Linked DNA regions of Sus scrofa: region 2 is linked to region 1. A link is a contact called in public HiChIP or PLAC-seq data. All regions are on one chromosome and are shown on one strand. Each heading gives the region's core, a stretch centred on a gene start, on an enhancer-like site or on the middle of the called end of the contact. The rest is flanking DNA. Distances are from core to core; before and after follow the strand shown.

Region 1 (6,956 bases), core at 3,682-6,181:
TCCAAAAGCAGGGACCCATGTCTTTTTTTGTTGTTGTTGTTTTCTGTCTTCCGCAAGACTCTTATAAAGCCTTTGAAAATGATATTTATTGCATAACTATATTTGGATGGATGTAGCCTAATACTCATTGATAAATTCTGTACCACAAGAGTGGCTCAAAATAAGTCATGAAAGGGTGAGCTATTAGGCTTTAAGTTTTGGAGTCGGAGCAGATTTAGCTCCAAGGCCTCGGCAAGTGCTGTCATCTCTCTGGGCCTATTTTCCCATTTGAAGGGTGAATAATGCCTACCTTGCAGATGTGCTGTGGGGATTAAGAGAGAGTTCACAAGGTTTCTAGCAAAATGCCTAACACCTACGGTTCTCTTTAAATGGTATATACTTGCTCCTATTATTATATTTAAAAGTACCACAGAGAGAACTGCCATAGATATTTATCTTCAGGTGTAAAATAATAAACAACTGATTCTGAGTTATTATCTGAGCTGATGTTTTCTCTTTATTTCTTTTCTCTTCTTATTTTTTAAGGTCTAGCATTTTCAGCTTTAAGTTACAGACTGTCCAGAGGTTTGTATGCATTCCCTATAGAGGCGGGAGAGGACACAAAGCAGCCATTTTACCAGTCCCAGGCTCACACAGAACAGTACAATCAGGGTTTAAGTTTATGCTTCACAAACCTTCTCTGTCCACGGCCATAATTATTGTCACTTTTCTCCCGTTATTGAGAAGCAACAAGCACCCAGAATGAAGAATATGCATCCCACCTGAAATGAGAAGAAGGAACTTTCAGCTTTTTGTATTATGGAGATAGGAGATTCACTAGTTCCAGGAATGAGACAGACTCTTTTGGCTCTCCAGAGCAAGTTTTAGGAAAGCTGCAAGAGAAATGTTACAAAAATGGCAATCTGGGTTTGTTTACTACTTTAAAACACTGCCAGTTATGTACCAAGAGATTTTATGCTATGGAGGAAATAATATATACAATTTTTCAAGAAAAATAATAATTAGTTTTATTTCTGAAGGCAAAAAATTGTAATGAATATCTAGGAATAAGGTGGATAGTGGTTAAATAAACTGTGACATAGTCACTTGGTAGAACAGCAAACAATCATTTAAAACGTTTACCTAGACATATGGAAATATGTCTAAGTAATAGCTCATGGAATAACATGGAAAAGTGTAATAACATATAAAAAATGCTTCTGAGTACATTTTAAGCAAAAAAAACAGGAAAAAATTTAGACTCCACAGCTTTCTCCAACTCAAGAGTGAGCAGAGCCTTCTCAGTCCTGCCTGCCTCTTGCAATAGCCAATAAAAAGTCTGTACTCAGGTGGTGGGATTGTGACGTCACAACAACCCAGCCAATCTCCCTGATGATTATTTGCATAGTTCACGCCTCCTATTCCAACAGAACCCAATTTCTTTTAAGGAGAGCACTGAGTGAAAGAGGTATCTCCAAAAGAAAAGGAAGAAAATTATGTTAGCAAAGGACTACTTGTAATGATGTTGGTATCAAAACACAGTGATCAAAAATTATATCTAGTCTCTTTGGACAGTTCTTTTACCTTCTAAGAAAAGCACTCTAGTTAGTATGTTAAATCTTAAAACAGCTCTTTGATAACCCATTTGATGTTTAAAATGTTTTTTTCAAGAATTCCTTTGGCATAGGAAACAATTTCCTTGGATGATCTACAAGCCTCTTGCTACTAGAAAGAGATGTCTTTTATTTCTTAGACTTAACTGCTTTTACAAAAAGAAAAATTTTATGCTTACCTGTTGATCTTGGCACCTGATCCTCTATAATTAAAGCTTCAACAGTTTTTCAAGCTAAATGAACTGGCTACTGACAAGGATAACAGGATTCCATAACCCTGATCTTTACTCTCCTTGTTTATATATTTACTAGTTTAGGAAATTTGATACTATCAGGAGTGCCCTCTCTCGACAGCCTAACTGGCATTTCCATTCAAAAAGCATTAAGCTCAGTGGGATAATCCTGCCTTTCCATGTGGCAGACAGTGGGCTTGGACAAGTTAACTGCTCTCATTTCATTCGGGTTTACTGAGCACATACTATGTGTCAAGAGTTTTCACATGCATTATCTAGTTTAATTCTTATAATTAAACCATGTGATGATATTATGAGCCCTTGTTTACAGATGAGAAAACAAGAGTGAAAGAGGTTAAGTGATGTGGTCACCCAAGAACATCCAGAGAGTAACAGAACCAGAAATTTTACGTGAATTTTCTAACATCAAGACCAGGGGTTTCCCACTAGACCATGTTATTTATCTGTAATTAACTAGTGGTTGCCAAAGCAAAACGGTAATATTTTTACTACTCCCACATTCAGAATATTATTCTTGTATTGTAAATCTGTAAATTTTTGTCTTATATCAAAATATAGTTGTGTGCCTATATTTCCCCAAGAAACCTAGAAGAATAGAATGATCTAGTCCTTTCAACAAAATTCCAATCAAAGTTTTTCACCTTCCCTTTATTTTAAGTACTCAAGCATCTACTACGGCTCATGAAAATTTGTCATCAGCTTCAGACTGGTGGTTGCAGGTCACACGGCTCTCTATACAACTTCTCACCCAAACTGCCTAGGCAGTAGTATATTTGTTCTATAGTATGACACTCAGTGAAAATTAGAAATGGGTGAGACACACTTGAATTCCCAAGGACAGAATCACTGGAGTGGAACGTTCAACTTTTTGAAGCTAGATGACATCTCTATTTACAGCTATGGCCCTCACTCTATGACTGGCAGTTTCTAAGTGCTTTCCACATATTGCCCAATACTCTATAAGGTTGGTTGGTATCCCCATTTCTAAATGAGGAAACCGGGGCTTAAAGAGGTTAGACCACTTGCCTCCAATCACATGGTCAGTGGACAGCAAGAGCCAGGATTTGCCCCCAAGCAGTCTAGCCACAAAGAGTCTAAGCTCTTAACCTCTATACTACACTGCCTCTCCAAAATGGAGTGTAAAGTGTTGGCTGGTTTCCTGAAACACACAATTTTTTGTTGACCTGAATTACACCTTGCTACATATGGCCACTAACAGGAAATCTGGCCATCATGCTATAAGTACATGGACATGCAAAGGTCAAACTTAAGGTCAACTCCAACCTAGTATGGAAATGAGGCATAATTCAAAATGATACTGCTCTCTACTGCCTTAAAGCTTCACACCAACTCCCTTTACTCTTCTTCAGCCTAGAGTCAGGTCATGAACATGTGTCCACGTGTGCTCACCACGTGCTGGCCACTGCTTCCCAAGACCCCGCCCAGGGTCTGAGGGTCCCTGCACTTCTCTGGGGCCAGTTGGGCTGTTACAGCAGACTCTGACATCTGGCACCGAGTGCACCTGCCCCTGTTGGGTCTGTCTAGTCCTGCCATGGTCTTCACTGGCATCCTTCCTTTCCATCACTCTTCAAAATGCTAAAGGCTTGTGGCCTGGTGATGTGGAGGTGGGGGTGGTTCTACATTTCCAGCCCATCCTAAATTCCTGTTTTCTAAAAACAGTGCTGCCTCGTTTAGAAAGTAGCTGCCTCACTGAAGTAAATTCTTAACAACGTAGGCTCTTCTAGGACACACATTCAAATGAGTGGTTGGAATGGGAAGACAGGACAGAGTCCGGAAACTCACAGACTAGTAGGACTGAAGTGAGGCTAGAATGGCACCATGCGTGTGAAAGAGACTGGTACACTGTGAAATGCTTTAGAGATCACTGTGACTCACAGACTGAGTGGCCCCTTCATTACAGTCTAGACCCCTGGTTCTCAAATGTTAACTTGCATCAGACTTACCTGGAGAGCTTGTTAAAACAGATTTGGGGGCCTATTATTTCTGATTCAAGTAGGTCTGGTTGTTGCCCAGCAATGTGCATTTGTATCAAGTTTCCAGATGCTGCTGATGCTGCTGGTCTCCAGAACCAGACTTTTGAGAGGTCCAGGCTGCTGGGTAGGCACAAACCACCGCATCCACAGCGAGCACACAGTAGGCACTCAGATGGGGTTGTTATTACTACCAGGGTCCTTATCTTCATAACCCCAGTGTTTGCTCTCTTCTGCCTGCAGATTACTCAGAGCAGTTTGGCTGAGATTTATGGGGGAAAGAGACTGCATTCCTTTTCTCTCTTCCATGTCTCAACCTCCTGCTATTAATACCCTTTCTTATTTGAAAGCTACTTCACAATTTGCAAGAACTCTCGCATACATTTTTCTGTTCAAAAATGAAATACTTTCTCGTTTCTGAGCACAAAGCTGAGACTGGTGAGGCAGTTTACTAAAAGTGAGGGAAGTGGCCATGGGGCCGAAGAACAGCAGCTTCCTTCCCATTGCATTTGCAGCTCCGAATGCAAGCATCCGTACGTGTTTCAGATCAGGTGCCTTAGCGGCGGTTGGCGTCTTCCTCGTTGAAGAGATGTTACAATGTGCAAAGTTAGACCAAAGAAAGGAGCAACCGATAAGCATCCCTATTGCGCCTTTTCTCCGCCAAATAAACTGAGTGGGTGGGGGAAATCTCGACAGAGCCTCTCCTGGGAGGGTCCCTCACGCGTCTGCTAATACCCCATTCCGTCGGCCCGCCGCCTGCCTCTTTACTCCGCAGCTCGCTCTCTGCAATGCTAAAACGCAGCAGCTTAGCCCTCCAGATCTGTCTTGGGGGACCGCACGGTGCAACCAACCCTAAAAACGTGGCCGCGCGACACCCCCCTCAGCCCTCCGGGCTTCCCATTGGCCGGTTGGCGTTGTCATTCCCTTCTGGCCTCGCCTTCCCCTCCCCGGGCCGAGGCAACGGGCGGGGTAGGTTGCGCGCTCGCCGCTGGCAAGGGCCGCGGCAGCGGCTTTGCAGCAGGCGGCGCGGCGCGGCGCGGCGGGCGGGGAGCGGGGCGCGCGGGCGGGGGAGGGGCGGGGCGGGCGGCGTTCTCCACCGCCCGCCGGTGCCCGGCAGGGGCCCGCGGCAGGGCGGGGGGCCGCAGTCGGCGCCGAGGGTGGCCGACGAGGACCTGCCTGGCCGGCTGCCCCATGCCTGCCTCGCCCAGCAGCCCGGCCCGCCGGGAGGGATGCGCTGTGCCGCCCAGCTCCCCTCCGCCCTGCCCATGCCCAGAAGCAGAAAGTTTAGGGGCCGGGGGCTGCCTTCCTCCTCCCGCTCCAATGACTGCCCAAGGACTCCTGCTGCCCAGCTTCGATTGTGACCTGCCTCCGCTCCCCAGGTCGTAATGAACTGTTCCAAGCTGTAACCAAGGCTTCCCCCCCACCCCGCCCCTCCCTCATCCATCCCTTAGAAAGATTTATTTTTTTAATTCAAGAAATTGTGATCTGCCGACTCCCCTCCTCGTTAATAATTTAGACCCCGAGCCTCCTTTCTGAGTGTAAGAGGGGGTGCGGTCTCCCCCAAGACGGCGCGCTGGAAGGACAGATTCCCCTTGCCGACCCACATACACCATGAAGAGGTGCAAATCGGACGAGCTGCAGCAACAGCAGGGCGAGGAGGATGGAGCTGGGCTGGAAGATGCTGCTTGCCACCTGCCGGGCACAGATCTCCGGCCTGGGGAGGCCACGGGTGCTAACTCTGCCGGCGGGCCAACTTCGGATGCGGGCGCTGCCGCGGCACCCAACCCGGGTCCCCGAAGCAAGCCTCCTGATTTAAAGGTGAGCGCAGACCCTCCCCTGGCGAGCCCAGCCGGCGACCTAGCTTTCCTCGCCTCACGCAGAAGTACTTTAACAGGATAAAAGTGATGGGGAAGCCAGACAAAGGTCAGAGAGGAGGAGCAAATGTTCGGCCAGATCCTGGGCTGGACATCAGGTACCATTTGTGCCTCAGTCTTTCAGCTCATTGCAGGCCTCTGTGTTTGTGCCTCTTTATTCAGCAGACGCTCTAGTGACTCACCCATCTGAGATTGTTCGAATAATGTGTGTGAAGTGCTATTCGCAGACAAAGGGGCTGGAGAAATCCAAGATGCTAACTAAAAAGTTGTCATCACTTTTCCTCCTGTAAGATGACAGGGGAAGAAAATTACAGCGTGGGAGGCCAAGCTGAGGACCATTAGCTGCCTATGCTGAATTAGTTTCCTCCTTTTGGGACCTTCCTGGATTGAAGCTCAGTTTGTCCATCTGTGAAAGGGGAGTGTGGATTTCTTGCCGTTAGGTGGAGCCAGAGGTTAAGCTAGTGCTTGGAGATCCCAGCCCGCTTGCTAAACCAACCCCCAGGGTGGAGAACTGACAGGTGGCTGCTAGCTCAGTGCTTGGGCTGGTTTGGGGCCTCGGTTCAACTTGCACACATGCTGAGCCGGCAGTTAGAACCAGAATCGGAAAGAAGCGATCACATGCTGCTGGGAGTCCTTTATTTTCCGGCCTGAGATTGCTGAGATAATTATCAAGCTGTATTAAATATGTCTCTGTATTAATTAAATCAGCAGCTGTGATAAATAATGCACCTTTGCTGGAGCTGCCACAGGGACTGCAGACTCAGGCTTCTCAAGCGCGTTCACCACGGTGCTGAGAGAGATGTCAGCCCAAGGAAGGAACTTAGATGCCTTGGAGATTGATGCCTCGGGGAGATTTTCTCCTGAGGGGGTGCAAGGCCTTGGCTAGGGGAGCAGAAGGACTCCGTTATGTTAAATAAAGCCTGTATCCTATGGCAGCGGCCGCTAAGGAGCTTGCCAGAATAAACCAATGACATTCCTCGTCTGGCCTGAGCGGCACAGAGTCAGGAAGTCAGAGCGCAGGTGAGTGTGCTCTTACCTGTGTGTGTCACCTGTCTGTATTCCTCGGGGAGGGGTGAGAAGGGGACCAACGACCCCCATGTGTGCCCTTTTGAAAATGTGTGGTAGTTATTCGAATGGGACCTCTGGTTTCGCTGTTGTCCTTTTCAGAGGTGTAGGGTCAGCCTCTTGTCTAAAGATGAGCTCCGTTGGGTAGGCTGTGCACAAGAAGTCCTTGGTGCCTGGCCC
Region 2 (7,431 bases), core at 1,184-3,683, 91 kb after region 1:
CACTTTGAGGGAGGTGGTGGGCTGCTCCCACACCCCGTCCCCCACTGAAGATCCCAAGGCACCAGGTGGGTCCCTCTTCAGGGAGAAGAGTGAAGAGGCAGGAATGGGGGTGGGGTGGAGAAGAGGACTCCTCCCCAGACTGAGAAAACATGAGGGTTGGGAGCTGCTCTCCAAGGAGGAGGGAGACCCTGAGCAGATTCCCAGCAGAAGTATGGCAAGGTTGCGGGGGGTGGGGTGGGGGCACGTCTATGGATCAGGGAGCTTTAGGGCAGGTTCCCACTCCTACTGGTCTTGGCTCCCTGTGTACAAGTGGCCAGAGAGCACCTTCTGAATTCTCTCTGTTCTGATGTAATAAGAGCTGGAATCCCTGCCTACAGCCAATGAGGTTTGAAAACTGAAAGCTGGTTTCTCTCACTCCAGAATCAATGAGATCTCTCTTTTTCTCTCTCCCTCACTCTCTCTCTCTCTCTCACTCACACACACACACACACACACACATGCAGCGACCTAGGTCAAGAACTCAGTGGGATTTCTGAACTTCAGTCTCAGTTTCCAGGCCATCCCAGTTCCCCCAATCCAGTCTGTCCCCCAAAAGAGGCACAAGCCACAAGCAGTTATCCTCCAGCTGAGCCCCTGACAAAGCCTGAGCCCAGCAGTCTCAAGCCTGGAGCCTGACGAGGCCCTCACACTTTATAGAAAGGGAATGAAAAGGAAAGCCAGGAAGTACATGATTGCCCAATAGCTGTAACCTGGCAGCGGGCAACTGGGGACTGTGCCAGGCGTTAGCAGGAAAAACATACTCGGTCCTATTGATGGGGCCATAATCCAGTCTCCTTTCCCCAGAGTCCACTCTCCTTCGCCAATGAAATGACTTCTCGAATTTCAAACCAGCTACTGGCTGCAAAAGCAAACAATCTGGGGAGGTGACTGCTGCCATAGCTGATAAGGCAAACCATGGCCACACACACGGGCACACACACATCCAGGCACATCTCACACCCAGCATGCAACTGGATTTGGCAAAACAATCCCTAAACCACCTGCCCTAAAAGCCTTGTTATAATATAGATGATTTGGCCCCTTCCAGACCTTCTGAGTAAAATCCTCTGAGCGTGGAAGCAGGGAATTATTAAACAAGCACCCATGTGATTCCTGTGTACATAAACTCAAGTTTGGGAACCACTGTTAACTTGGTGAAACTTGCCATCCTTTCAGGGCTGGCCTTCTTTTCCAGATATAAATATCAGTTCTCAATCTCAGGAACAATTTAAATTCATATTTGTATCTCATTCGGTCCTCATAAGCATCCATGACTGAGACTATTTTATTTCATTTTTGCAGAAGGGGAAACAAGCGCATAGAGATAAAGTGAATTGCTCACAGAATATATACACCCCCTCCAAATTAATAAGACATATACCTGAAAAGGCCCCAGTCCCAAAGGTATCCTGAGGCGCACAGTGGACTTTGCACCAGAGCTTGGTTTCATATTCTCAGAATTAAAAACCCATCATAATGAAAGTTGGACTCAGTCTTAAAGCTGGAAAGGGCCTAAAGGTCAAATTCACTAGCACCCCCTGATGGGGTGGTGGTGTGTGGGGGGTAATCTCCATAGTGTGCTGGGCTGCGGAACTATCCACACTTAATTGAGGAATTAGTTACCTCATTCATGTACTCAACGACACACTTTTACTAACCTCCTTCTAAGATCAGGTGTTTTCTACTTCCTTTCCCATCCCAGTCTATTGGATAGATAGTCTGTTACCAGCAAAAATTCCACTTAAAACCCATTTTCGTTCTTTAGGAGCTTTCTCATCCCAAGACAGAACACTATTCCTCGTCCTCTATGCGCCCCGCCTCACTCATTTGGCAATCATCATATGCTGAGCTGTTGGGGTTCTCAGGTCCATGACCATTAGCACTGCAATATCAGAGAGAAGAACTACAGCGGACACCACCAGCAACCCATACACATACGCAACCTTGGTGCAGTAAAGACAATGCGGGCCCCTCCACGGAGCAAGGCACTAGCCTTCGTCCCACCCTCCATCACCCTCCGCTGGCGGCCAAGCCCCGAGACCCCAAGAGCCCCGGAGCCCGGCACGGCGCGCCGGGACAGGGAAGTGCACTTACCAGGCGCCCCGAGCTCTCCCGAGCCTTCTTCACTTTCCCGTAGGTACCCTTGCCCAGGGTCTCCAGGAACTCGTAGCGGTGTCTCAGGTTGTGCTTGTGGTGGTGCCGCTTCACCGCCTGCTTCTTCATCAGGGGTTTGGGCGATTTGAGGAGCCCGTCGGCCAAAGGCCGAACAAGCTCCGCTGCCAGGGCAGCGGTGGCCGAGGGACCCGGGCCGAGGCGCCGGGGGAAAGCCAAGGACTCCATGGCGAGCAGGTGAGCGAGGGCAGAGGGGGAATTGGCTGCACGGGGAGAGGTAGAGCTGGGGAACCCGTCTTACACCCCGGCCGGGAACCCACGGCCACACCAGCGCGCACGACCAGGCGCCGCATTCCAAGTTGTTATAAACGCCCCAAGCCGGAGGCTCTGGCCACGCCCCCCAGTGTCCATCCATTGGCCAGTTCCCTTCTGCGTGTAACCAGGGCCGCCCACACTGGCTTCCCTGGCTCCGGCCACGCCTCCTCCCCTCCGCGCCGCAGGGAAAGGTGTCAATGGAGCCCCGCCCACCTGGGCCCCTGAGGGGCAGGCAAAGGAACAGTGGACAACAGTGGCGGCTACTCGGAGGGGGGGAGGGGAGAGGCTACTGCTGTTGACGCTACTGGGGTCCGGAACCTTTGAGGGCCCCTGAAACTGCTCTTGCTTCTGAGAACCTCTTGGTCCTGGTTAGAGCCACCTGTTCCCCTTCTATTTGCTGTTCTCAGTTAGCAAGGGGCAATATGACAGTACTAGAAGTCTCCAACGTGTTTCTCCGTTCTGAGAGCTTTGCTTCTTTCTAGCAGAAATCTATACAGTCACTTAACCACTTGGATAAGGCCATAAGGAGGAAGGAGGGACGGAATGGGATGGAGACAGACTGCAGTCAAGAGGAAGGGCTGATGGAGAGCTGTTCCAGGGTTCTTGAGTTCACCTCTCCTCAGTTGGATCAACCTTAATTGTATCCCCAAAATGTGGTTCCAAAAAGTACTTCACCAAAGAAGGCTTCTAGGGCTGAGTAGAAGTACCAAATTCTCAAAATGTGGTAGAATTTATGAAATGTTGGAAGGAGGTAGAGAGAGCCAAAAGGAGATATTTATTCATTGCTATGTTTGTTTTTTTTTTTGTCTTTTCAGGGCCACGCACACAGCATATGGAATTTCCCAGGCTAGGGGTTGAATCTGAGCCACAGAGGCTGGCCTATACCACAGCCCTGTGGGATCTGAGCCTTGTCTTTGAGCTACACCACAGCTCACAGCAACACCGGATCCTCAACCCACTGAGCAAAGCCAGGGTTTGAACCTGCATCCTCATGGATACTAGTCAGGCTTGTTACTGCTGAGCCACGATGGGAACTCCGGGAAACATTTAAAAAATACAATACACTCCTCCTATACAACTTGTGTTGTTAAACCAGTAAATAGCTGCCCACCTAAGTTTTTCTTTCTGTGGTTTTGGAGCCAGGTAGATCATGAGGTGTGGCTTGGTTTTTAAGACCTGGGGCAGAATCCCCAGGTCCAGAATCCCCATTCTGAGTGTCATTTAGAGTGAAATGAGAATATCCGTAGGCTCCCCTTCTTCCTTTAAATGTGGAGAGTGTGGGGAGAAAGGAACATTTCTCCTTGAGGCTTCATGGTAGCCCACTCCTATGAAGGAGGTATTATTCTGTCAAGACCACACAACTGGTGAGAAACTGGCAGAGATGGGATTCACAAGCACCAGAAGGATGGTGCCTCCAGCTGTGTATTCAGGATGCCCTGAGGATCAAGAAGGACCAGATCCTCAGGGATTGAATTTTGTATTTAGCATCTGCCTACTTTCCTACTTCTACTGATCCTTTGATCCTTTCTATTGTGAGTTAGGGATGGAGAATGGGGCCCTTTGCCTCCTTTGTGGCAGAAGAGGACACTCTTATGCAGGAAACCAATCTCTTTCCCCAAATCTTGAAGGTCATAGGAGGTGGTAGCCGGTTTGGCACTCTTCTCTCCCCAGCCTCCCCTCTGGCTCTGGGTTACCCGTGAAAAGAGAATGAGGCCCAGGGGACAGTTCCCCTGATCACCTGTCTCCTTTCCCCAATTAGATCTACATCATTCCTAGGGTCCAGGTAGCTGGGGCCATCCAGATAGATTAGGGCTGTCAAGAGGAAGCATGGGTAATAAAGAGCAAGCACAGGGCTGAGTGTTGAGACACGAATTTTAGTCCTGATGGACACCAACCCCTTTGATGGCCTTTTACCAATCACTTAGTCATTCTACAAATACTGGTGCCCACTAGGTGCTGGCCTATGGATATGATGGGGATAGGATGGACGAGGTCTCTGCCCTCAGAGAGTGCTCAATCCAGTGAGAAATAAACAAGCAAATCCTAATAGAGGAAGATGTGTCCATAATGGGGGGAGAACAGAATGCTGTTGGGGGATATAAAGAAGGGAGCCTCCGGGCCAGACAGGAAGAGGTTGATCTGGGGCAGCTTCCTGCAGACAGGGCCTTTTATTTTTTATTTTATTTTATTTTTGTGCTTTTTAGGGCCACGCCCACAACCTATGGAATTTCCCAGGCTAGGGGTCGAATTGGATCTGTAGCTGCCGGCGACATCAGAGCCACAGCAATGTGGGATCCAGGCTGCGTCTGCGACCTACACCACAGCTCACAGCCACGCCGGATCCTTAACCCACTGAGCGAGGCCAGGGATCGAACCTGCATCCTCATGGACACTAGATGGATTCCTTTCCACTGAGCCACAATGGAAACTCCCAGACAGGGCCTTTTAGACTGATACCAGCAAAATGGGAGACAGTCGGCCTGATGAATCAACATTTTCTCATAAGATGAAAGGCTCGTACAGATGAGCATAAAATTCTGTGTCATGCTTAATGTAGACCCTTATGAAGTCTAGATTAATTAGGACTTAATCCAGCTTCTGGTTATCCCCAACACCTAGCCCACTGCTAGGCACACAAAAAAAGGCACTCAATAGATGCTTATGAACCAAAGGAATGCACGGGCAGTGGAATTCAAAGACTGAAGTGATTTCCTTCCATTCCCAGCTAAACAGATGATTGCAGGGAGGAGGGTGGTGGCTGGGGATGGGGAGGGGGCTAGGGAAAGATCTCCTGCACCTCTCAGACCTTCCCCACCCCTTCTTCAGCTTCCTTTGACCAGAATGTAAATCCCCGTTTAGGGGACAAGCCATGATAACCAAAGTCTTCAGAGAAAACAGATCTGCTCAGTTTCAGTCATGACGCAGCCTGGGGGCCCCCTGAGAAACTGCGAGACAGGGCTTTAGTGATAAATGGACCTGGCTGTTGTCTGTCCACAGCAGACAGGCAAGGGATGCAGACAAACAGACACAGAGCCGCCGGAAGAGCTTGCGACTCGGAAATGATCTTAACTGCTGAAGCTCAAATTCCTTAAAGGGAGACCTGGTCTACTGTGGAGTGAATGCCTCACAGGGAATCTGATTACGTCAGGGGATTTGGCTGCCGGCAGATATTGGGGAATTCCTGGGTCATGTGCTCGGATGTGCCCAGGAATCTGAGCTGAGCTGAGCCATCTCAATCCTGCCCACCTCACCATCCAGTGTTAGGGGGAAGCAGAGGTGGCTGGGGGTGCGGCGGCTGGGGTGGGGGTGGGTGTGGCTGCTGGTGGTGATCGCTGTGTGAAGGGCTCTGGGATTGACCATTTATTGATTAACCATTTGTTGAGCCTACTAGGTGCCTCACTGGGAAAACAATTAGGAACCCGCATCTGTTCCAGTCCTTACACACTTCACAACCTGTGTGTGTGTGTGTGTGTGTGTCTTTGTGGGTCCAGACCAGCAGAAGAGAAAGTTAATGTGACTCAGAGTAAGGACTGCTGCGATGTGCCAAGTACAGGTTACTCGTGGGAGGCCAAGTAGGGGGTACCACGGCCATGCTTGGGGCGGGGGGAGTTGAGGAGTGGGGCAGTTCTCCTGGAAAAAAGTATATCTAAGATGACTCTTGATGAATGACTAAGAATTACCTCCTGGCTCTCAGGAAGTTCACAGTGTAGTAAGGGAAACAAGATAAATATACAACCTACCATCTAATCCGAAGCAGAAATTGGGAAGGCTCTCAAGACAGGTCGAAAATGCCGTGGGGGGCTGAAAGGATGGGTCTTATGCTGGCTCATGGATTTGAGGGAGGGGCTCACGGAAGGTCAGCTGGAACCTAAAGAGAGGGGAGGGTGTGTAGACTGTGAGGAAAGGCTTTCAGGGGTGGGATGGGGGTGGGATGAGAGAGAGGCGAGATGCTGAGATAGTGGGGGCCGGCTGAGTGCTCTGCTCTCTGGGTCTGATGAGCTACAGGGGGGCTCCAGGTCTTAGGGCATCTCCTGCCTTGGGATTTATCTCCATTTGGGTGCCTGGGCTCCTCTTTCCTTTTCTCTGGGAAAGGGCTGCTGCAGGGCTCAGCTTACCATCACTTAGCCTGAGACCTCAACCATTATATTGCCCTTCCTCAGAATTGCGAATTACAGCCCTCAGTCACTGTCACTCTCTGGTGGCAGTCAATGTGGCCTTAAAAGGTGCCAGGAGTTCCCGTCGTGGCGCAGTGGTTAATGAATCCAACTAGGAACCATGAGGTTGCGGGTTCGGTCCCTGCCCTTGCTCAGTGGGTTAACGATCCGGCGTTGCCTTGACCTGTGGTGTAGGTTGCAGACGCGGCTTGGATCCCGCGTTGCTGTGGCTCTGGCGTAGGCCGGTGGCTGTGGCTCCGATTCGACCCCTAGCCTGGGAACCTCCATATGCTGCGGGATCGGCCCAAGAAATAGCAAAAAGACCAAAAAAAAAAAAAAAAAAAAAAAAGGTGCCAACCTTCCTTTCTCAGGGGCTGGTGGAACTGCCTGGATAGGATAGGAACCTACACATCAGAGGTGGTCCTCCAGGATTGGGAGGTGGGAATGCAAAGAGAGGGTTGTGACATCCAGGTCGTCAGCAAATTGTGATGCTTGACTCAATGCTGCTCTCTGCTGACCAAACGAAGCCTAGCGAGTTTTATAGGATGCCCAAAGCTGTGACCATAAGTGGGAGTCTACTTAGGCAATTTGTTCTGTTAATCAGCAAGTTATTCATTCATTCAAAAAAGATGTACTGAGCAACTACAGTAATAGGTATATTATTTAACATTTATTGAGCCAGCCCTGGTTCTAAGCATCTTAGATACAGTGCTATGTCTGAGATCACCCAGTCCTAGCTGGGAGTAACAGAGTTGGGAAGCAAACCCTGTGAGTCTGATGTCACAGCTCAGGTCCCAAAGGATCGCATTGT

What was found. HiChIP or PLAC-seq counts read pairs in DNA pulled down with a chosen protein or histone mark.
Region 2: an H3K27ac HiChIP or PLAC-seq map of skeletal muscle shows a contact between it and region 1. The contact joins the promoter of NUAK2 here to the promoter of TMCC2 in region 1. A contact is called at or near these places in 2 of 5 promoter capture datasets (fetal liver and fetal skeletal muscle), 3 of 47 Hi-C or Micro-C datasets (embryonic fibroblasts, fetal liver and skeletal muscle) and 1 of 2 datasets of contacts at active chromatin or transcription factors (skeletal muscle).

What each region holds. Positions count from the first base shown.
Region 1 is chr9:65,905,244-65,912,199 of Sscrofa11.1, forward strand. It overlaps TMCC2 (transmembrane and coiled-coil domains protein 2), which reads left to right and starts at 4,932. Exons shown (of 5, transcript XM_021063276.1): 1 at 4,932-5,655. The coding sequence starts at 5,449.
Region 2 is chr9:65,999,232-66,006,662 of Sscrofa11.1, forward strand. NUAK2 (NUAK family SNF1-like kinase 2) reads right to left here and starts at 2,434. Exons shown (of 8, transcript XM_003357391.4): 1 at 2,134-2,434. The coding sequence starts at 2,379.